Regions from separate parts of the Sus scrofa genome. Here region 2 is linked to region 1. Evidence: chromatin contacts called from public promoter capture Hi-C data. All regions are on one chromosome and are shown on one strand. The core of a region is the stretch at or near the end of the contact, and the rest is flanking DNA. Distances in the headings are between cores, read along the strand shown. Region 1 holds the start of FMR1 (synaptic functional regulator FMR1). Region 2 holds the start of IDS (iduronate 2-sulfatase).

Region 1 (4,040 bases), core at 1,266-3,765:
CCCAGGCTCCTGATTTTTCATAACTATTCTCCATAATAGTTCATTTTTATTAGGCTTTCCCATCTTTTCTGCCCATCCCACTGGACAAGTAACTCAGTTTACTTTTGCTTTACTTTTATAATTCACATCAACATTAAGAGTCCCATAAGAATTTATTTAGATCTTTTTCATTATAGAAACCACTTTTCTACCAATACAGACCATATAGGTTTTTTAAAAAAATAAAACTTTAATGAAACACAAGACCAATCTCTCTGCATGTCTGTTCACATTTCACATTTCCTCTCAAGGAACTAAGTAAGAGACAGCCCATTCCTTTATTCACCTTTATATTAAGCAACTTCATTGAAAAACAAAAATGTGGGGGGTGTTAAGAGCAGAGACAGAGGGCATTTCTTTTATTTCAATCAGTTTACAAGCAAAATCACAGAAGCAAATCATAGGTTGCTGGAAGAGAACAATAAATCCTTCAAAACCAGGATGTGGTACTTGCCCTCTATAGCAAGCAAACCCCACTACAAGACAGTAAGAGTGGCGTCCAATCTAAGTTAATTATCATCGCTCAACCATTACCCCTGCTCACATTTCTTGCAGTTAGTGCCCCAAATCGAGTGAGCACAACTACCAGTCTAGGAAACAGAACAGTTCTACACAAACTAACCAGCAGAAATTATGGATTAATGAAATAAATGCAACCAGAATTTGGACTGCAAGAGTCAAGTGAAACAATTTTATACTGGTGAGACTGTTAAGAGCATCAATGGTGAGTTATTTTTTCTTCCTTTTACAGCTAAAAGTTTTATCATTTTGCTAAAAGTATGGAACTGTTTATTTACTTTTTTCACTTACGAAATATATCGATCTCCAAATATCAATGTAAAATTGGTAAACACATAGTTAATGTTTATTTTCCTATTGCTTGTTTGAAACGTTTGTGTTATCCTATATAAATTTAAGAATTGCATTTGGACAATGGCAATATTTAATTTCCACGCTTCCTTCTACATGCACCTTCTGTTGCCGAAATTCTGTAGTAAGGTGGGACATTGCTTACAAAAGTTATAGAGAGACATTCAAGAGGAAATGAGAACCCATAGATTGCTAGATCTACACTAAGTATCGACACACTACCAACACTTGAAAATATTTTTAATCCTCCTTTTCAAAATGCAAGATATTAGCTGATTGATTTGCAATGGTGTAACTTAAAGAGAGACCCGCAATAAAACCTGGCAAGCCTCCTTAAAACCTCAACAATACAGTCCACTGCAACATTACACATTCAGAGAAGATAGTCAAGTACTTGGAGCACAAAACAATCATTTCTATTTACTTAAAAAATCCCCAGCAATGATATACTCTTAATTTCCTCAAGTTTCATGGCATATATCCAGGCCTTCGGAGGGTTAAATTTTTCTTAAGTAGCAAGCAGAGTTGCCAATGTTTTTAGACGCTGAAGCATCTGTATTCCTGAATTCGCCCACATTTATAAAAAGGGAAGGGGGGCCACGAATACTCAAGATTACCAACTTTTATAATGCATTACTCGGATACGTCAGGGTCTTCCTGAAACTTTTGAATCTAAAACCTCTTCTGAAATCCACAAAGAAAGGTCACTAAAAATCAGTTGCCATTGTGATTTGGTACCGACTACAGCTTCTTACTACTCTTTCTTTACACCGCTCGCCCAGAACAGTGGAGCTCTCCGAAGTCCCAATGCTGGAGAAGCCAAAGGAGATCGCAAACGCTCTTTGCAAGGCAGAAGGCGGCTTGACGGAAGCGCCCCCCGCTCCTCTGCAACTACCCACACGTCAGGCCCGGATCCCACTGGGAGAGGATATTTAAAAAAAGAGAAATAAGCCGTCACCGTCACTTCGGCGCGGATACCGGCCCTTCCCGCCCGGATCTCCTATCTGCCGTCGGCCCTCGCCCATCCCCAGCTCTCCTTGCCGGGACTCGGCCCCCGAAAGGACACGTTCTTTTCCTTGCCCGGCTTCTCATTCCGACAGGCGCCGGGGCCTCCCCTAGGAGAGGCAGCGGGGCTCGAGGGGCTCCCTACAGGCCCTAAGTCCGGTCCTTCCCTCCCTTCCAAACAACATCCCGCCGAGCGCGCCTGGTCCCCGGGCGCGGCGCTCGGGAAGCGGGCCCCAGGCCTGCCTCCAGCCGAGGCTAAGAAAAAAGGGAGGGAAAGAAGGGGAAGATGGGGCCTGCCCTGGAGCCAAGTACCTTGTAGAAAGCGCCATTGGAGCCCCGCACTTCCACCACCAGCTCCTCCATCTTCTCGTCCGCCCTGCTCGCGCCGGGAGCCCGCCCCCGAGAGCTGGGCTGCGGGCGCTCGAGGCCCAGCCGCCGCCGCCGCCGCCGCCGCCGCCGCCGCCGCCGCCGCCGCGCTGCCGCACGCCCCCCGGCAGCGGCGCCGCCGTCACCGCCGCCGCCTGCGCTCGCCGTCGGCTCACCGCCCGCTCCGAGGCGGCCCCTCACCGGAAGTGAAACCGAAACGGAGCCGAGCGCCTGACTGAGGCCGAACGCTCCGGCCGCTCCGCGTGTAAACAGTGAAACCGCGTCACGTGACCGACGCCGCCCCTCCCCCCGCGGGTTCGGCCCCTCGGCCCCGCCCTCTTCCCCTCGCGGGCCCAGGAGCGCGCGCCTGCGCGCTGCTGGGGACCGGCCGGGGGCCGGGCCCAACGTAGGGCGCGCGGGCTGGGCGTGCGCGGGCTCGGCGGCGGGCGGGAAGGCGGGAAGGGCGGCGACAGGTCGCCCCGCTGGCCGAGGTCGGCCGGCTTCCCCTTGCCCGGCGAGGTCCAGAGCACCCTTTCATTTAGGGGGCCAAGCCGAGGCGTGGGAAAGGGCCTCCCATAGCCACCAAGCGTATTCACTTAGCTAAGTCCGGGCCGGCTTGGGTTGGAGGGGTTTTGTTTTGAAGTAGGGCAGAGCCTGATTGAGCTGGAGCTGGAGTGGGGGACAAGAATAAAGGTGAAGACTTAGATGAAAGATTTTGAACTAGTAACAGTGGCGACCACGGTGACCCAGGCTTGTGTGACCCTTAGCGGCAGAAGGTGAGACTAACGCCGCCCCCGCCCCAGGAGGTTTTGGGCCGCCCTGTGGATCCGTCCCGTGTCCTCTGAGGGGCAGTGGATTGTGTCAGCATCGCAAAGTGTCAGCCCTCCCTCAGACCCGGCACTGACCCACATACTTCCCTTCCCTCGATTCAGGGTCATACTTTTACCTAACATGCGTTCAAAACAAGAAAAAATGTGTTAAACCCTTGTTCATTTCTTTACAGTTGATTTCTCTACTCTTTCGCGCCCACTGTATGCCCGCGCTGTACCACAGGCCACCTATCTCCAGGGGCCCGTGCACCCGTTTCCTTGCCGCTCTCCCACTTCACCCTCCGCAGTGGAACAAACCGGAACTCTCCCCCTGCCTCTGCACCGTGCTTGTATCCACCTTGATCTAGATTTCCTTTGGAAGGCTTCTATTCAACCGAGTTTATTGAGCCCCGACCAAATGCCAGATACTATGCTGAGTGCCAGTGAGACACTGGTGAGAGAAAGAAAGAGTCGCCTGCCTTGAACTTGGAACCTAGAAGCATAGATAAACGAAAATCAAAATTGTCAGAAAAGTAAACGTGGAGTTGGAACCGTGATAAGAGCTATGTAGAGTAGGTACACCTATAATAGTGGGACAGGATCCCGTGTGGGGTGGGGGAGGGGGGGTCGGAACTGGGAAACGGCTCCAGCTGGAATGTGACCAGTAAGCGTGAACTGGCAACACTGAGTTGGTAGAGGCGGGTTGAACTGCCCCAGGCAGGTGCCCCAGAATGTGAGGCATCCTGGGGCCTCCAGTTCCCTTCCCACCCTCCTCCGAGCCAGAGTAGCAGTGTTGCTGCTGGTGGAGCTCCAGCATGAAAGCCTCAGATCAAGGGCCACATTCCTTGAGGCCACGCTGAACACGAAGCCTTTTGAACTAGGGTTTCTGGAGTAGTTACAAGATGCAAAGATTTCAATGGGGCGGAAAGAGAATCTCACCGTAGGCTGGAG
Region 2 (3,908 bases), core at 646-3,145, 1.2 Mb before region 1:
TCATTCCCTTCTTTGATCAACCCTGGGCTTTACTGAATTATTATTATTATTTTTTTGTTTTTTAGGGCTGCACCTGCGGCATATGGAAGTTCCCAGGCTGGAGGTCGAATGGGAGCTGCAGCTGTCGACCTACGCCACAGCCACAGCAACGCCAGCTCCTTAACCCACCGAGTGAGGCCAGGGATCGAACCTGCGTCCTCATGGATCCTTGTCAGGTTCATTACCGCTGAGCCATGACAGGAATCCCCTACTGAATTATTTTTTAATTAATGGTGTTTTGATAAAGACAAGATTGCTATCATTTGGTCCTTAGTTCTTAAGCTTGCAGGAGGCAACTGTCGTGATGCCAAGGAAAGAGGAAATAAGAGTGATTTTCTAAATAGACACTGGGGTCCTTGTTGATGTCAGGCTCAGAGTTTCCTGAAACATTAAGGCCATTCTTTGGGGAGGGAAAAGCCACCCATACAAGGGAGGTGTCAGGATGAGGAGGAACAGCTGAGATGCCACCTGAAGCCTGGCAGCTTGGGTGCTTGTCTGGGGCTGGCCAACCGTGCGGGACTCAGGATGCTCTGGCCTGGGGAGGGCAGGCGGAGACCGCCCTTCCTGAGGGGACAGCAGCCAGGCTGTGGTGTGAACACCACCACCAACGCCACCCTTCTGGGACCCGAGGAAACAGCAAAGCAGATGCAGTGGCAATGGCAGCAGGCCTCAGACGAGGCCCACGCTCTGCACTGGCTATCAGCTAAGGAGCCTGCCTCTCAAGGAGAGCTGCCCTGCGCTTCCACGCCCCCAACGTGTGCCACATCAGGAGATTTAACCTCTTGGGGTGTTAATTTCTGGATCTGTAAAACCGGAAGGACAGCAGCATTTAGCTCACAGTGTTGGTGTGAGGAGAAAATTAGCATGTTGCCTGGGGTATAGGAAGCCCCCAATAACAATACTAATATTTCTGCATTCCCGCAGGCAAAAGCAGTAAGATCTCTAATCGGCCTGGTATTGTGTTAGCTTATTTCTTTAGGAGGCGGAGGGGGTGGGAGGGGTGAGTCAGAGACGGAGAGGGGATTGTCACACTTCCTGCCCAATCTTCAGCCCCAGGCAGACGGTGGTGACTGATTCTTGCCTGAGAATTCGCCTGAGAATTCTGACTCTCGCTCTTCCCACCGCCTACCTGCTCCCCATCTCCTGTTTCCTCGCCAGCCACACCAGCCTCTGTGCCAGCCGTGCCAGCTACACCAGCCTCTGCCATCGGCTAATACTGCCAAGCATGCTCTCCACAATGGCTGCTCCCTCACCTCCAAGTTTGTGTTCGAATGTCGCTTTACGAGCAAGGCCTTGCCTGGCCACCCCATAGAAAATAGCGTGAAACTCTCCGTGTGCCCCGCTCACCTCCTGTGTTAGTTTTCTCCAGAACACGCATGCCCACTGCCATTCAATGTTTATTTGGTCATTAATTGTGGGCGAGCTCCACCAGGGCGGGGACTTAGAACTCCAGAACCGCCAACAGTGCTTGGTATACGTATCTGGGGTACTCATTATGTATTTGTTGAACAAGTGCATAGAAAAGGGGTCCCTTTAGATGGAGGAAGGCAGGTTCTCATAGGGTCTCATTGAAGGAGAATGGCCTTTGGGCCGGTCTGCAAGGAAGATGTGAATTTTGTAGAGAGATGAGGGAAGGGAAGGGCTCCCAGGAGAAAGCATAGCAGGAGCAAAGGCAAAGAGGCAGGAAACCGCTGGTTCAGAAAAGTGCTTGCAAACTCAAACCAGAGACGCCTGGAAAGACTCGCAAAGGAGCCGTCCTGCTGCGGCGGCGCGCCCTGGCCGGACGGTGGGCGGGGCACCTGGGCGGGGCCGGCCCCGCCCTGGAGCCGCGGCCCCGCCCTCTGTGGCCCGGATTTCGCGCAGGCGCACTCGCGCCCGGGCCAGCGCCCGGGCCTGTGCGCCGGGCGGCTGCGGCTGCCTTGCGCGGTCCGCTGGGGCTGCCCACCCGAGGCTGGCGGCGGGGGCGGCCCGGCCCGCCTGCCCAAGCTTGTCATCGTTGTCCCGGAGCGGCCGCGCTGGGGCAAGAATGCTGCCGCCCGGCCGGGGCTTGCTCTGGCTTGGCCTGGTCCTGGGCTCTGCCTGCGCCTCCCTCGGATCCGCGGCGCCGGGCAGCGTCGCCACAGGTGCCTCCTGCGCCCTCGCCCACGTTGCGGGGCTCCCTCCCTTTTTCCCTGCCCACGTCCTCCCTTACCCGCTTCGCTCCCTCCTTCCTACAGTTCCTTCTTCCATCTCTCCCTCCCCTACCTCCCTTCCACCCACTTCCCTCCCTCCCTCATTCTCCCTCTGCCGTCCTGGTTTGAGGCCATGGCCAGAGCCTAACCCTGCCACCCAGGACTGGGGCTTCCTCTGTGCACCTACCCCCACCTTCCCTGGCTTGGCTGGCTCAGTTGTCAAGGTGGCTGGGGCCAGCTATGGGCCTCTGGGTACCCCGGCGCCCACCACGGGTGGGGGTTGGGTGTCGCTGCAGGTGATCTCACTGAAGCCCCTGTCTCGAGTGCAGATGCTCTGAATGTCCTTCTAATCATCGTGGATGACCTGCGCCCCTCCCTGGGCTGTTACGGGGACAAGCTGGTAAGGTCTCCAAACATCGACCAGCTGGCATCCCACAGCCTTCTCTTCCAGAATGCCTTTGCCCAGGTATGTGTGCGCACCTCGAGGTGTGGGTGTGCTGCCTCCTGCACCGAGGGTTGGGGGATGGCACCCACTGTGCCGGGCATCTCTTTATTAGAAGGGAGCATGGTCTGGGAAATGGTGGTTGAGAAGAACCTGGTTATTCACTGGCAAGGAAGCTTATGCCTTCACGGTGCTTCTCCTTGGGTAGAGGGTGGCATGCCATAGCCCGGTCCTGCCCAGCTTTCCTCCCCAAATGGGGGATTGCTGGGTGCTAAGGAGGGAGTGTTGCCATGGTGGCACTCCTCCCTGTGTCCCTTCCTGTGGCCACCCCCAGGATCCTTGCCTGCTCTGGGTACCCAGGAGATGCCATCAAGCAGAAGGGCACAGTCATCGGCTGGAGTGAGGGGCTGAGGGCGCCCCCCGCCCCCAGCCCCCAGCCTGGGGAGACTTCTTTCTTTTTGGCATCTGGGTGAGGCCCAAACCCTGCTGGATGGCTTGGAGAGCTGCCTGATGCAGCCACCCCAGCTCTTCACTGAGGACCTGGAGGTTGCCTGGTTACCTTTCAGCTCACAGACTCTTGTTTTCCTCTGAGGACGTTTCCTTCTGCTTCTGCTTCCTACTAGCAAGCGGTGTGCGCGCCGAGCCGCGTGTCCTTTCTCACCGGGAGGAGACCGGACACGACCCGCCTGTATGACTTCAACTCCTACTGGAGGGCGCACGCCGGGAACTTCTCCACCATCCCGCAGTACTTCAAGCAGAACGGCTACGTGACCGTGTCCGTTGGAAAAGTCTTTCACCCTGGTACTACTTGCCCAGCAGAGTCTGGGCTCTGTCCTGTTTTGTGCCTGAGTCCTGGGGTCCCCTCCTGGGGTCGGGGCTGTCTTTGCAGGGGCCTCTTGGGGAGAGTCACTGCCACCTTGGTACAGAATACTCCTCAGCTTGGCGGTGTGTTCTCACCCAAAGTGAGAAATGGCAGAAGGGCTTTTCTTCCTTCGGAATCCAGGTTCCTTTAGCTCCTCGGCTGGAAGGAAGGCCACTGGTGGGGGCACGGGCGTGGTGGCCTTGGCTGCGAGTCCAGCTCTGCGCCTGACCCTCTGTATCCAGGCTCCCTGGCAGTAAGGCGAGACCAGGGCAGCTATGCTGACTCGCCCAGCGAAGAGGCTGCAGTTTGGTGGCGGTCGCCTGCCTACTGTCTGAATTAGATCAGAAGGAGGAGGGTAAGCTGGGACCCAGGGTCCCTAGAAGTGCCAGGGGCC

Evidence for each region. Promoter capture Hi-C pulls out the DNA fragments that hold promoters and counts their contacts.
Region 2: a contact with region 1 is called in a promoter capture Hi-C map of liver, with 5 times the contacts expected there. The contact joins the promoter of IDS here to the promoter of FMR1 in region 1. A contact is called at or near these places in 1 of 5 promoter capture datasets (liver) and 1 of 2 datasets of contacts at active chromatin or transcription factors (alveolar macrophages).

What each region holds. Positions count from the first base shown.
Region 1 is chrX:120,359,712-120,363,751 of Sscrofa11.1, reverse strand. FMR1 (synaptic functional regulator FMR1) reads right to left here and starts at 2,515. Exons shown (of 17, transcript XM_005673959.3): 1 at 2,227-2,515. The coding sequence starts at 2,277.
Region 2 is chrX:121,594,512-121,598,419 of Sscrofa11.1, reverse strand. IDS (iduronate 2-sulfatase) reads left to right here and starts at 1,895. Exons shown (of 9, transcript XM_021080477.1): 1 at 1,895-2,162; 2 at 2,540-2,676; 3 at 3,276-3,453. The coding sequence starts at 2,066.